Regions from separate parts of the Mus musculus genome. Here regions 1, 2 and 3 are each linked to region 4. A link is a contact called in public Hi-C and HiChIP or PLAC-seq data. All regions are on one chromosome and are shown on one strand. The core of a region is the stretch at or near the end of the contact, and the rest is flanking DNA. Distances in the headings are between cores, read along the strand shown.

Region 1 (2,700 bases), core at 156-2,655, 500 kb before region 4:
CCTCTCTTCTCTCTCTCTCTCTCCTCCTTCCTCTCCTCACATGGCCCAGCTCAGTCTGGTTGTGTTCACTCTGGACTCTTCCAGATTCCCCTCTCTAGCTATGTTCTTCCTTGTATCTATAACAAACATTCTCTTCACCTTGTAGTCCTGTCCTCCTTTTCGTCTTTTCTCTTTTCCATTTGCATCCCAACCTTGGCATGACTCGCACAAAGGATTCCTGAAGAGGGCATTTCCTGCTTTTGCATTCTCTGCCTCCTATCCTGCTTTCAAGCATAGCGTAAGGGTTCTCACCTTACAGAATTTTGGTAAGTCTCAGGAGCAGTCTGATGTGAAATCGCCAGATTTCCTCAACTGTTTAACTTCTCTAACCCTCAGTTCCCTCATCTGAAAAATGATCACGACTCACAACTGCCTCACAAAAGGTCTGGGAGTATCAGACAGAAGCACACTGCAGCATGCTTGCTGTATCAAGCTCTCACGTTTGGATATTAATTCGACTGAATGACCCAGCACAGTAGCCGGTAACTAAACACTGGGCCCACAGTACGACTGGGAGTATAAAAGTCACATTTCCTGTTTAATCAGAACCAAAAGAGCTGTTGGAGGATGCTCCAGCTCAGAAGTCTCAGGTGTGTGATGATGTCCAGAGAGCCAGCTTTGAAAGCCCAACCGTGCAAGAAGCCCCCAGCAGCCCAGCCAGGTAGACCTGTGAGGTCCCACAGTTGTCTGCAGTTGGACACTGCTGCCCATTTCTCTTCTGCCTCTAGCCCACAGCTCCACTGCCTCCGCTTAGAAAGTGAAAAGAGGTCACTTCGATGTTTCATATTTTAGAGACAGAAATACAGAAGAAAAGGATGAGGTGGGCAGATCCAGAAGCCTGGGTGATAACTAGTAGGCTAGAAAATTCACAAACCTTTTACACTTTCTCTAGATGGGAAAAAAGAAAGGGAAGGATAGAAGGAGACTGAGGAAAGAAGGAATAAGCAGGGAGAAGGAAGGAGGGAGAAAAGAGGAGGGAAGAAAGATGGAAAAAAAAAGCAGGAGTCTCATAGGCAGTGGTTGCTCTGTCCCCTCACAGGCAGCTCTGAGAGGAGCGACTACAGTGCTAACTGAGCAGTCTTGTATGCTGTCCATTTAATTGTCAGGGAAGCCACGGAGACCCCAGAAGGCTAGGTGCTCTGCTAAAGTATTCAGAGTGGTCCCTGGGGCTTCCCTTTCTCCAGGTGACTCCCATTTAGAACAGCGTTAATGGGTCCCCTGCCACAAAGCCCATGTCAGCCCTTGCAGTTAAAAGTGCCTCTTTCAAATAATCATGATCAGAATCCAAAAGGCTCTGGGCAGATGGAAAGCTGAGGCTACAGTTCCAGGCAAGCCCTGAAGCAAAACAGCCTCCCAGCCTGCCACTTGGACTGCCTACCCACTTCTCAAAATAGACAAGGCTGGCCTTGCAGACTCAAAGGCTGGCAGGGAGCCCTCTGCCAACTGAGAGTCAGATTCTGGTTCAAGTCCACTATAGGAAAAGCATATACAAAAGTCTGAGAAATTGTCCCAAGTGGGGGGAGGGGACTGAAACTGTTTTCCTACTAGGCATCTAGGCATGGTTCATGAGCTATAGATGGAAAGGGCTGAAAGGGCTTGAAGATGTTCAGAATGCGTTTAATGGCTAAGCCAATAGAAAAGGATACTCTTGAGAAGTTGGGAGCCTAAAAGGACATAGGCCCACTAAACCAGTGAGTGATCAGGACAGTGTCCAATAGGGGGCAGAAGGGAGAGAATAAAGTGTTAATGATCAACCTGTGTGACTACAGAGAAAAGCAATACTCAGTGCAGGTTAAACAACCATTAGAAGACCCCTGAGTGTGCTGAGGAAGCAATGCTTTATATAAAGGAAGATCATCAAGGCAGACCAGAGCAAGCAAGGACCTTGATCTTGGAACAAGCTCATCATATAAGGACAGAGGAAGGTGGATATGGTAAATCCTGTGAATTCATAGGAAATAAAACCAAATAAGTAGGTCGTGGTGGCGATCAGCCTCCCAACAGCCTGCTGCAGGAATCCCCACCTCATGGTAGTGACAACCTTTCATAGACAACAAACACGGATGACCTGTAGGACCGGTAGACTATTGGGACAATGGCAACATATGACAGGAGCCAAAGTCATAGAAAACCACTGTAGCCTCTTTTCTGCTCGCATGGATCACACACTCAGGAAATGTAGCCACCATGTGTGGAGGGCACCCCAGTAGATGCATAGGAAGGTTGATATGGGAGGTAACTGAGATTTTCAACAACCGCACTATCCTCCAAGCTAATACTTCTGAAGACAGCCAAATGGGCTCCTGACGAATCCACACAAGGGATACGAACAGCTGTGTCGCTCTCAAGTTCCTGGTCAGAGAAAATGCATTCGGCGGTGAGGAGGAGGCTCAGTCAGTAATGTGCTTGCTGCACAAGCAGGGGACCTGATTCTGGCTCCCCATCACCTGCTTTCAAACCTGAGTCATTATTCCCAATACCAGGCAAGATCACTGCCTAGCCAATCTGTGAGCTCCACATTCAGTAAAAGGCCTCCATGATGGAGGAAGACGCTCAGTGTCCATATTTGCTTCCACAAGCATGCGCATGCACATGTGCACATCCACAGAGTACACACAAATACCACTAAGGAAACGGTGCATGAGGACTGTTTTGATCCCT
Region 2 (2,700 bases), core at 135-2,634, 420 kb before region 4:
AATTATTTGCTTTGACTACTTAGCACATTGTTAATGACCAGATGCATATATTAATAAGCAAATTAAATCAGAAAGCTTGCTTTTAATTCTACCATAAATAGTATCTTGGGCCAAGTAGATATTAACTCAAAAGGAAGTAAGAGAACTTTCCAAATAATGAATTTTTTAATGAAAATAACAATATCCTTTTTCATTGTAACTATCCACCGTAACATTCATTCATCGGCAAACACTCACTGATTGCAGAGTGGGTGCCAGATACAGCACTAGTCACTATGGGTACACTAATGGAAAAGAGAGACCAAGACCTCAGCAGAGCTGAGGGCTACGGGAGACAGATGCATAGGTGATAGAGGAGGCACTAGTGCCAAGGCTCCAACTTGAGTTTGGACAAATATGTCTTCATGTTACAGGCACCTATATGTTTTTTTTTAATTTGCAGTTAAAGTTCTGTGAGATTAGCCACATTAAAAGTGGCAAATTAAAATCCTGTCCATGTTACTGAAACCATTGGTTTTCAGTCCTTCAGCTCTCAAGCCCAGGGTAACTTTTGTAGGCCATACTGCACTAAGTCATCTATCCCCTGAGAGTGGCCCCAGGAGCCTTGTTAGAATCCAGCAGGTCCATGTAGAGGACCAATCAGAATGTGATGCTGTAATTATGGAACAAGAGATTCCAGTAAGGCCCTTGCTTGTCACTGACACACAGGTCTGTCCCCATGTATTTGAACTGTTGTAACTCCATGAAATGGAGAACACAGGTCGGTCAATTTTTCCCCTGGAATAAAATGTCTTGGAAGAGCTCTTGTATGTTAGCTCTGCCCGAGCAACTGTGGCATGCTTGAGATTCTCCTGAACATTAGCCTCAAGAGCTTCTGTTCTGTAGGGGGAGGCAAGCCCTTGTTTATATCATTCAACTTCTGTAGCTGCTGGAACAGTGCACACTTACCCTGACAGATCTGGAGCTCCAGGGCTGTGCTCCTCTGGAGTCTCTCACACCTAGAGTACCTTTCTTGGCTGTTGTGCATCTTCAAAACCTATAGTCCGGAGTCTTCTCTGGCCCCTCTGGGATTCTCCTTGTCAATCTGACTAGTGCCCTCCCTCCCTCCCTGCCTTCCTCCCTTCTTCTCTCCTTTCTTCTGATACAGACCTGTGTGATGACACTGGGCCTGCCTGATAACCTAGAGTCATCTCTCCAGTCTGCAAAGTCCCCTTTGCCATGGGAGATTCACAAGCACTGGGAGTTAGACACCTCAGAAGGGACTTTATCGAGCCTATCACAGATAACTTGTGATAAGTGAAATTCAGCTCTATAGCCAGCCAATGTTACTGCTGCTGACTTACTTCCTTGTAATAGCAATGCAAAACAGATCCAGTGGTTAGCTCTGCTGTTCCTGGTGGGGTATCTGGCTCTGAACAAGGAAGTACCTGTTTCTAATGCCTTGTATCCTAAATGTGGTGGAGTAACTTCTTTTCTAGCCCTCTTGCACTTCCCACTGTTGCCTTGCTATTAAAAAACGGGGCCCCAAAATGACCAGAGCTTACTGGATACAGAGCATCTCTGTCCAAGCAGATCTAGCAGGTCTTTATGAAGTCTCCAGATAAATCTTACAGACAATACGGTTGAGATGCACTTGTCAGACTAGGATGCTCAGGCCCGATGCATTCTGCTTCTCATGTATTATGTAGAATTCCTGTGTGCATGCCAGGAGACACTGAGAGTCCCCTTCCTGGTTGTCACTGAGAGTTGTAAGCAAGAGAACCGCCACTCCTTTAAACGTTTGCTCAGGTTTCAGGGGAGATGCTTTGGTGTGTGTAGGCTTTGTTTTACTTGTTAAATACTCTGAGTAACTAAAGCAGGATGCTCTCTCCTATAGAAAACGCCCCCAGCAGCATGTTGGCAAAGTGCCCTGGAAAACAGGCACAGCGTTTTCTTGAGCGGGATTTGTACATATATAGCCAGGACTGGGTTTTTTATTTGGACCACGATCATGTACAGAACTCTTTATCTGGCATCCCAACACTCAGAGGTCTGTCTCTGAAAATTAAGATTATTTTTCTTAAATTTGGAATTGATTTGATTGGTAACAGACCTGCACTGAACTGACTCAGGCAGCTCCTGCTCCTTATCTAATGGGATACTTGCACATTTCTTAGTAGAGAATTCTTGAGCTCGGTAATGAATTACTCTCAATTCTGCTTTGTTAATATATATTCTTTTTCCTCTAGTCCCCTTCTAAAGTTTGTAAAAATACAATTTTAAACAAGATCCAGAAGCCCAGAAGATTTTTCATAAGAGTTTATGGATCTGCAGAACAGATGCTTGCGACTTACAAAGAAATACTTCATCAGTAGAAGCAAAAGCTCTTGTTCCCCACTTGTGTGATTCCCCCAAATTAATTTTTGCACCTCTCTTACATGGCAGTCACATAGTAGTTTCAGTGGTTTACATGGTCCCTGATGTTTTAGGGTTAAATTTTTGGGATCAATTTCTGTTGGAACTAAAGGACGTCAGTGTGAAGCTAGATTTGATCCCAGAGATGATTGGAACAATTAGAGGAAGGGTGTGCACAGAGGTAGAGTTTCTTAGGAATTAGCACATAAGTAGCTACTTAGGTGGAAAGTCTTTATGGTGGAGAAGGGCTGGGCTTCAGTAGAAGTGGCTGCAGAGGCTGCAGAGGAGGTGGAGTCACTTGGTGGC
Region 3 (2,700 bases), core at 37-2,536, 360 kb before region 4:
CTTCCACATCGTAAGGTGTGCGGCCTTTGTCTTTCCTCCCTGCCTTTCATCTAGGTCACTCAGTAATCTGTTTCTCCTGCAGCCCTTCTTTGCCCCTAGCCTTAGGATCCTCACCTAAATCTACTTCAAGTAGCACTAAAGAGCTCGAAGCCCCTCCTACTGTGGGTCTCCATTGCGTGCTAAGCCTGGCCATCAGACACAGAACAAACAGGCAACATCTGCAGTTGCAGTTTCTGTGTGGACAGAACCGCGCCGTGCTGCTAGGTTGGGAGGCTTGGATGGCAAGCCCTGTATATGTGTGTCTCAGGGGCAGGGCAGGGCTGCTACTTGACCAGGCAGAATGTGGACAGTGGCTGAAGCCACAGCAAGAGAACTTGAACCCATTTTGGAAAGTCAGGCAGTCAGTGATATTTTGTAAAATGTATTAACTTAAAGACCGTGATAAAGCTGGGGTGACAGTGGCAGGTGGTATTTAATGTTGCCTCTAGCTTTTGTCCCCACAGCAATAGTATTTCCTAATACTATTTCAGTCTCGGTTTTCTCCTTGTGCTAAAATGCCAGTGCTCAAAAATATGTCAGAAGCTCATCAGATGATCAGGGTAGCTTTTAATTACAATAATTGTGTTGTTATAAAATATCCTTTTAAAGAATACATCCCTCCCCAAGCCACTGTGGGGATAAAAACCCTGCTTCCTTCCAGTAAGTTTAATGAATAATTCTGAATCATTGTGTGGGATGAATAAATGATTTAATAATGAGCATCAACAATCATCTCCCATTGTTGCATTAATTTTTGTAAATGGGATGAGGTAAATGAGGAGGAAGGGCTGTCACCATACAATAGACCACCATTTGTGTAGGAATGTGCTCTGTGATCCAAAAGATGAAGAGCTTCCAACCTCAGGTTTCCCTAGAAACGGATGCTTCCTGTTTCTACTTTTGAAGTCATTGACGGGGGTGGGGAGCGTCTTTGTATGGAACAGAAACACTGTCAGTAACTGGTGGAAATAAACAGGTATCAGGGCAGGACAGGCGCCCAAATGTGAAGCAGCGCTGCTTATTCGCAGTCTTCTTTGCTCGGCCTGGGGATAATCAGTTTCATCATATCCCAGGGATGCAGAAATTGGTTTCCCCCTAATTCACCTGATACCGAACTGGAGTCACAAAGACAGAGCGTAGATAATGAAACCTGGGTGGAAGGTGGAGGTCGGCTCGTCCCTCAGGCCTCTCTCAGCAGCAGGTTAGTGTGTGACCCAGTTAATGCCGATTGCAGTTTAAATTTCCCATCTTAAAAAAGAGAAAACAGGGAAGTCTCTGGCTGCCCATGTTTCCCCTTGATGTCTCGGCGATACCTTTTCTTTCCTCTCATTCTCCTCACAGAGCTTAAGGATGGTGTATTAAAGAGCCCGGGGCACATTTGGCAATTATAAAAAATTCCAGCAAGTTGATCTTTCTTGCAAAAGTTAATGAGTAATTTCACAGAATTCGTTTCATCTCTAGTATTTGTGTGCTTTTTAACAGAGAAACAGAAAGAAAGGGCGAGCTCTCAGCCCTTGGTTGCAGCCTTAGGATTTCAAGTTTTTAGAGAAGGTGGAGGTCAGACTGCATTACAGACAGAGGAGAACTTTAGGCCGTCTGTCTCACCACTACCACAGCTGTCTATATCCTGATGCTACCAGGAAGTGGATTCTGCTTGTGTTCATTAGAGGAAGTCCAACCCTGAGCCTGTCACACACTAGTGACCCCTTGATAAAGACTCACCGTTTAACAGGGACAGAGCCTGGCCTGGGTCACATCTCCCTAGCAGCAGCATTGCCGGGATGCCCACACTGCCTATAATGGCCAGCTGAGATCTGGATGGGAGACACACTTCCTAGAGCACTGCATCTTAAACTGAGATGTGCCCACATATGGGGTCACACTACTGAATATGGGATGGGAGACAGGAAAAGAAAACACACAGTGATCAAAAACTAACTCAGAATCAAACCCATCCCAACTGGAAGTGTTTCCAGCAGTATTAGCACCGTGCTGTATTGTCTGCAGTACACAGCATCCTTGCCGCCTTGGTCCTTAACACTCAGTGTGTGCACTTAGCATTATGCACACCATCACACCATGCGACACCCGCAGATGCTGCTGCCCAAAGTGTCTTTGCTCAAATTTGAGATTATTATATGTTATGAATTACAGGGTGTTCTTAAATGTACATGTAAAGTGTTCTGCTCTTATAGGAACATAATAGCTTAATTGCAGAAAACAAAGATGATTGTTTTCAACTCTCATTGCTTAGCGTGTAAGAACCAAATTAATGTATCTCTGGGTGGGGTTGTGTCAGGATGGGTTATTTTAAAAACTATTGTTTGAGTTGCTGACTGAGTTTCCTTTAAAATATGTTAATGGGCTTGGTTGTGATTAGGGCAGATATTGTAGCAGTTTCTGAAATGGCGTACGTGTGCTTCTGCTATCTCAGACTATTTATTTTCATGAGTTGACAGTCCTGGTATTGTAGTTGTAGTCAAAATGTCCACTCTGTAAAATGTCTTATATATTCAGCCAAGATTTAATTCTCTTTTTTAAATTTTACATATTTATTTTATGTGTACAGGTGTTTTGCCTATGTCTGCGTCTATATCATATATATGTTTGGTGCCAACAGAGACCAGAAGGCTGTCAGATACCCTGGGACAGGAGTTACAG
Region 4 (2,700 bases), core at 168-2,667:
AGACCATGAACTGACCTGAAATGTAAGCCAGAAACAGTAGAACAACACACAAGGGACACATATTCAGATGTTAACTCATTCAACAAACTCCTCCTGCATCCCAATGCCTGAGACAAAGCCCCTGACCAGATTAGGGTGTGAACACAAAGGTAGAAACAGACAAGATGAAAAGTGCCACACAAAACAAAAAGAGCAGCATAAAAAATGAGGGGAGGAAGCACTGCTCTGTGGAGTCTGAAAGACAAAGAAACAATGAGGAAAACCATGGGTACAGCAGAGGCCCTTCCCAGACAACCTGGAAAAGAGAATTGCCTCATGAGAGTGTCCAAGTGCTCAGTGCATGTGGAAGAACTCCTTGTTCCCTCTCACTAGGAATCCAGGAGGCTGGGTTCCGAGGTAAAGTTTCTCTACACTGCAGACTACTGCCTCCCACAAGGAGCAAGCACTCTTCACGGTCCTTGGTTTTCTGAGACAGAGTCTCATCTATATAGCCCAGGCTGGCCTTGAAGTCAGAATTCTCCTACCTCAGTCTCCTAAGCGCTGGGATTACAGACATTCACCACATTCCCTGTGTGAGTTTCTTTTAAATTACACTGATTATTTTATATGTTGTATGTGCATGTGTGTGTGTGTGTGTGTGTGAGAGAGAGAGAGAGAGAGAGAGAGAGAGAGAGAGAGAGAGATACATGCCTGTGCCATAGAGCACATGGGGAGGGCTTTCAAGAACTAGATTGCTATGGTCCCTTTGCAGTATGAGGTGAACGTAAAGTTCATAAATTACAGACAGCAGCAAGTGCTAGACCCTCTCTCTCAGCTGATGCTGCCACAGATCTCTGGGAACTAGAAAGTTACAAAGCCCACAGGAGAAAAGAGGGCACCTCAAGCCCCAAGTTATTCCTTAGCATTTCCTCAACAGGTCATCAGGCTTAGCCATGAGCAAGTTTACCTGCTGAACCATCTAGATGCACACGCATACACACACACACACACACACACACACCCTGTCATTCCCAAGTAGCTCACTGGGACTTTTAAAGCCAGGCAGGCAGTTTTCTGGGCCCTCCAAGTTGATTTTGGCCTTGGAGCTGAGCATTCGGTGAGGTTAAGTTTGAATCTTGTAAAGAAAAAGCATCTGAAGAAACGTCCATCTGCGCCAAAGAAAGCAGGCCGCACCCTCTGAGGGCTGCTAGCGTAGAGCCAAGTCTAGTATGTCTGAGCCTCCGCTCCACTTCATGCAAACCTGTGAATACAAACTTAGCAGCACACAAAGTCTGCAAAATTCCCGAGCACTAGACCTGACAGTTGTCTCTCTTTAAACCACATGGCTGCTGTGGCCAAAAATATCTCCCCTCCGCCAAGCTTCCTGTTGCTCACTCTGGCTCCAAAATAACAAGAAGTGGCTTGGCAGTGATGTCATACTGCCACTGTCACTGCCTGCAGGGCACTCACATGCTGACTATATTTAAGACCCAGGCTTCATGTCAGTGACACAGAAATTACCACCTTGTGAGCCAAACTGTACTGGAAAGATTTGAAAAATTACTTTCTGTGAATAGGCAGGCTGCATATGTTGCCTTCTCTCTGGGCAGAGGCAGAGCCCAGTGGACAACAGCAAAAACCTCCAGCTCCTCGTTCTCACAGTTTCCGTAGCAGCAATATCTCTCCCAATGGGTCACCTTTTCAGGCTCTCTGTTATCCCTCCACACTGCTCTGTAAGTTTAATTCTACCCTCTAGATCTTCCCGACTTCCCATTAGGAAAGGCATCCCAATGAAACACTAATGAACAGTGACCAAGCTTCCCTCCCCCGTGCACAACAAGCATAACCTGTTAGTGAGGGCTGGCTCGTATCTCCTGGTTCCAGTGAGTTTATCTCTTCTTGCTTCCGCACTTTTGTGTGGGCAAAGAGACACTTCAGATCCAACTCTCCCACTCCTCCTGGAATTGCTGTAGGCTTCTCATATCTTGATGAACTGCCTAGACGGTGGTACAGCTTTTGTGGGGAACACCTACCTGCACTGGGTACTAAGGTCTGATGGTCACACACATAATGTAAGCACATGCTTCCAAAGGCAGACGCTCACACAGATACAACTTCCTGCTCACTCTCCAGAATTCCACTCCCTCAACAAAGCCTGAATCTAAGAGAACAGTTTAGAATCAGCAAACACCCCGTGGCTTTCTCTACTGCCTGAGGTTGCTTGGGCAATGCCTAAGGCGTTCCGCCCTCCTCCCGCCACGCTATGCTCCACGTTCCCCATGGAGACGTGCCTGGAAAGCCCACACTGACCCTCACCATTGAGCCTCACTGCCTCTTTTGTTTGAGAAGAAACTTGCACATTTTCAGATCTAGAGGCAATGTTCAAGTGTTTGGCCTCTCCACCTTCCTTTCTCAGAGGGAATCTCACCAAACTCCACCTTCTAAAACTCACGAGCAGGAGTGAAACAGAGGCGAAGCAGGCAGTACCAGCACAGGCCGGAGTATGTCCTACTTAGTGCGCTAAGAAAGGTATACAGCTTGTTCCACTACAACCATATGCCTTGACTATGGCATCCCACTCCTGAGATTACACACAGAAAAGACACAGAGGGACAGAGAACTGTGACACAAGGATCTTTGCTTCAGGAGTCACCTACTGTCTCATGGAAGTGGATGCAGACTCAGCATCACATGGCTGGAAACTACTGCAAACACTGTGAC

Evidence for each region. Hi-C and Micro-C count contacts between places; a contact is called where the count stands out from the background. HiChIP or PLAC-seq counts read pairs in DNA pulled down with a chosen protein or histone mark.
Region 1: a contact with region 4 is called in a Hi-C map of cortical neurons, with 2.6 times the contacts expected there. The contact joins two enhancer-like sites. A contact is called at or near these places in 2 of 15 datasets of contacts at CTCF or cohesin (large pre-B cells and pro-B cells), 10 of 484 Hi-C or Micro-C datasets (cerebral cortex, cortical neurons, embryonic stem cells and 3 more) and 3 of 115 datasets of contacts at active chromatin or transcription factors (embryonic stem cells, large pre-B cells and microglia).
Region 2: a contact with region 4 is called in a Hi-C map of cortical neurons, with 1.7 times the contacts expected there. The contact joins two enhancer-like sites. A contact is called at or near these places in 2 of 15 datasets of contacts at CTCF or cohesin (the NIH/3T3 cell line and large pre-B cells), 1 of 484 Hi-C or Micro-C datasets (cortical neurons) and 2 of 115 datasets of contacts at active chromatin or transcription factors (cardiomyocytes and pancreatic cancer cells).
Region 3: an H3K27ac HiChIP or PLAC-seq map of microglia shows a contact between it and region 4, with 5 times the contacts expected there. The contact joins two enhancer-like sites. A contact is called at or near these places in 2 of 115 datasets of contacts at active chromatin or transcription factors (embryonic stem cells and microglia).

Annotation. Positions count from the first base shown.
Region 1 is chr16:11,959,611-11,962,310 of GRCm38.p6, reverse strand. No RefSeq gene overlaps it. Among named protein-coding and RNA genes, the nearest start is that of Gm32278, 23 kb to the left of the region's middle. Within about 2 kb of position 1,405, at least 6 of the 459 cell types and tissues checked have an H3K27ac peak or open chromatin away from gene starts, as enhancers often do. A contact at or near this core is called in cerebral cortex and cortical neurons, where this site is marked.
Region 2 is chr16:11,881,200-11,883,899 of GRCm38.p6, reverse strand. The region is part of intron 2 of Cpped1 (calcineurin-like phosphoesterase domain containing 1); the gene reads left to right. Among named protein-coding and RNA genes, the nearest start is that of Gm9961, 19 kb to the left of the region's middle. Within about 2 kb of position 1,384, at least 6 of the 459 cell types and tissues checked have an H3K27ac peak or open chromatin away from gene starts, as enhancers often do. A contact at or near this core is called in cortical neurons, where this site is marked.
Region 3 is chr16:11,823,272-11,825,971 of GRCm38.p6, reverse strand. All of the region lies in intron 3 of Cpped1 (calcineurin-like phosphoesterase domain containing 1), which reads left to right. Among named protein-coding and RNA genes, the nearest start is that of 4833415N18Rik, 45 kb to the right of the region's middle. Within about 2 kb of position 1,286, at least 26 of the 459 cell types and tissues checked have an H3K27ac peak or open chromatin away from gene starts, as enhancers often do. A contact at or near this core is called in microglia, where this site is marked.
Region 4 is chr16:11,460,423-11,463,122 of GRCm38.p6, reverse strand. The region is part of intron 13 of Snx29 (sorting nexin 29); the gene reads right to left. Among named protein-coding and RNA genes, the nearest start is that of Gm32100, 120 kb to the left of the region's middle. Within about 2 kb of position 1,417, at least 193 of the 459 cell types and tissues checked have an H3K27ac peak or open chromatin away from gene starts, as enhancers often do. A contact at or near this core is called in cerebral cortex, cortical neurons and microglia, where this site is marked.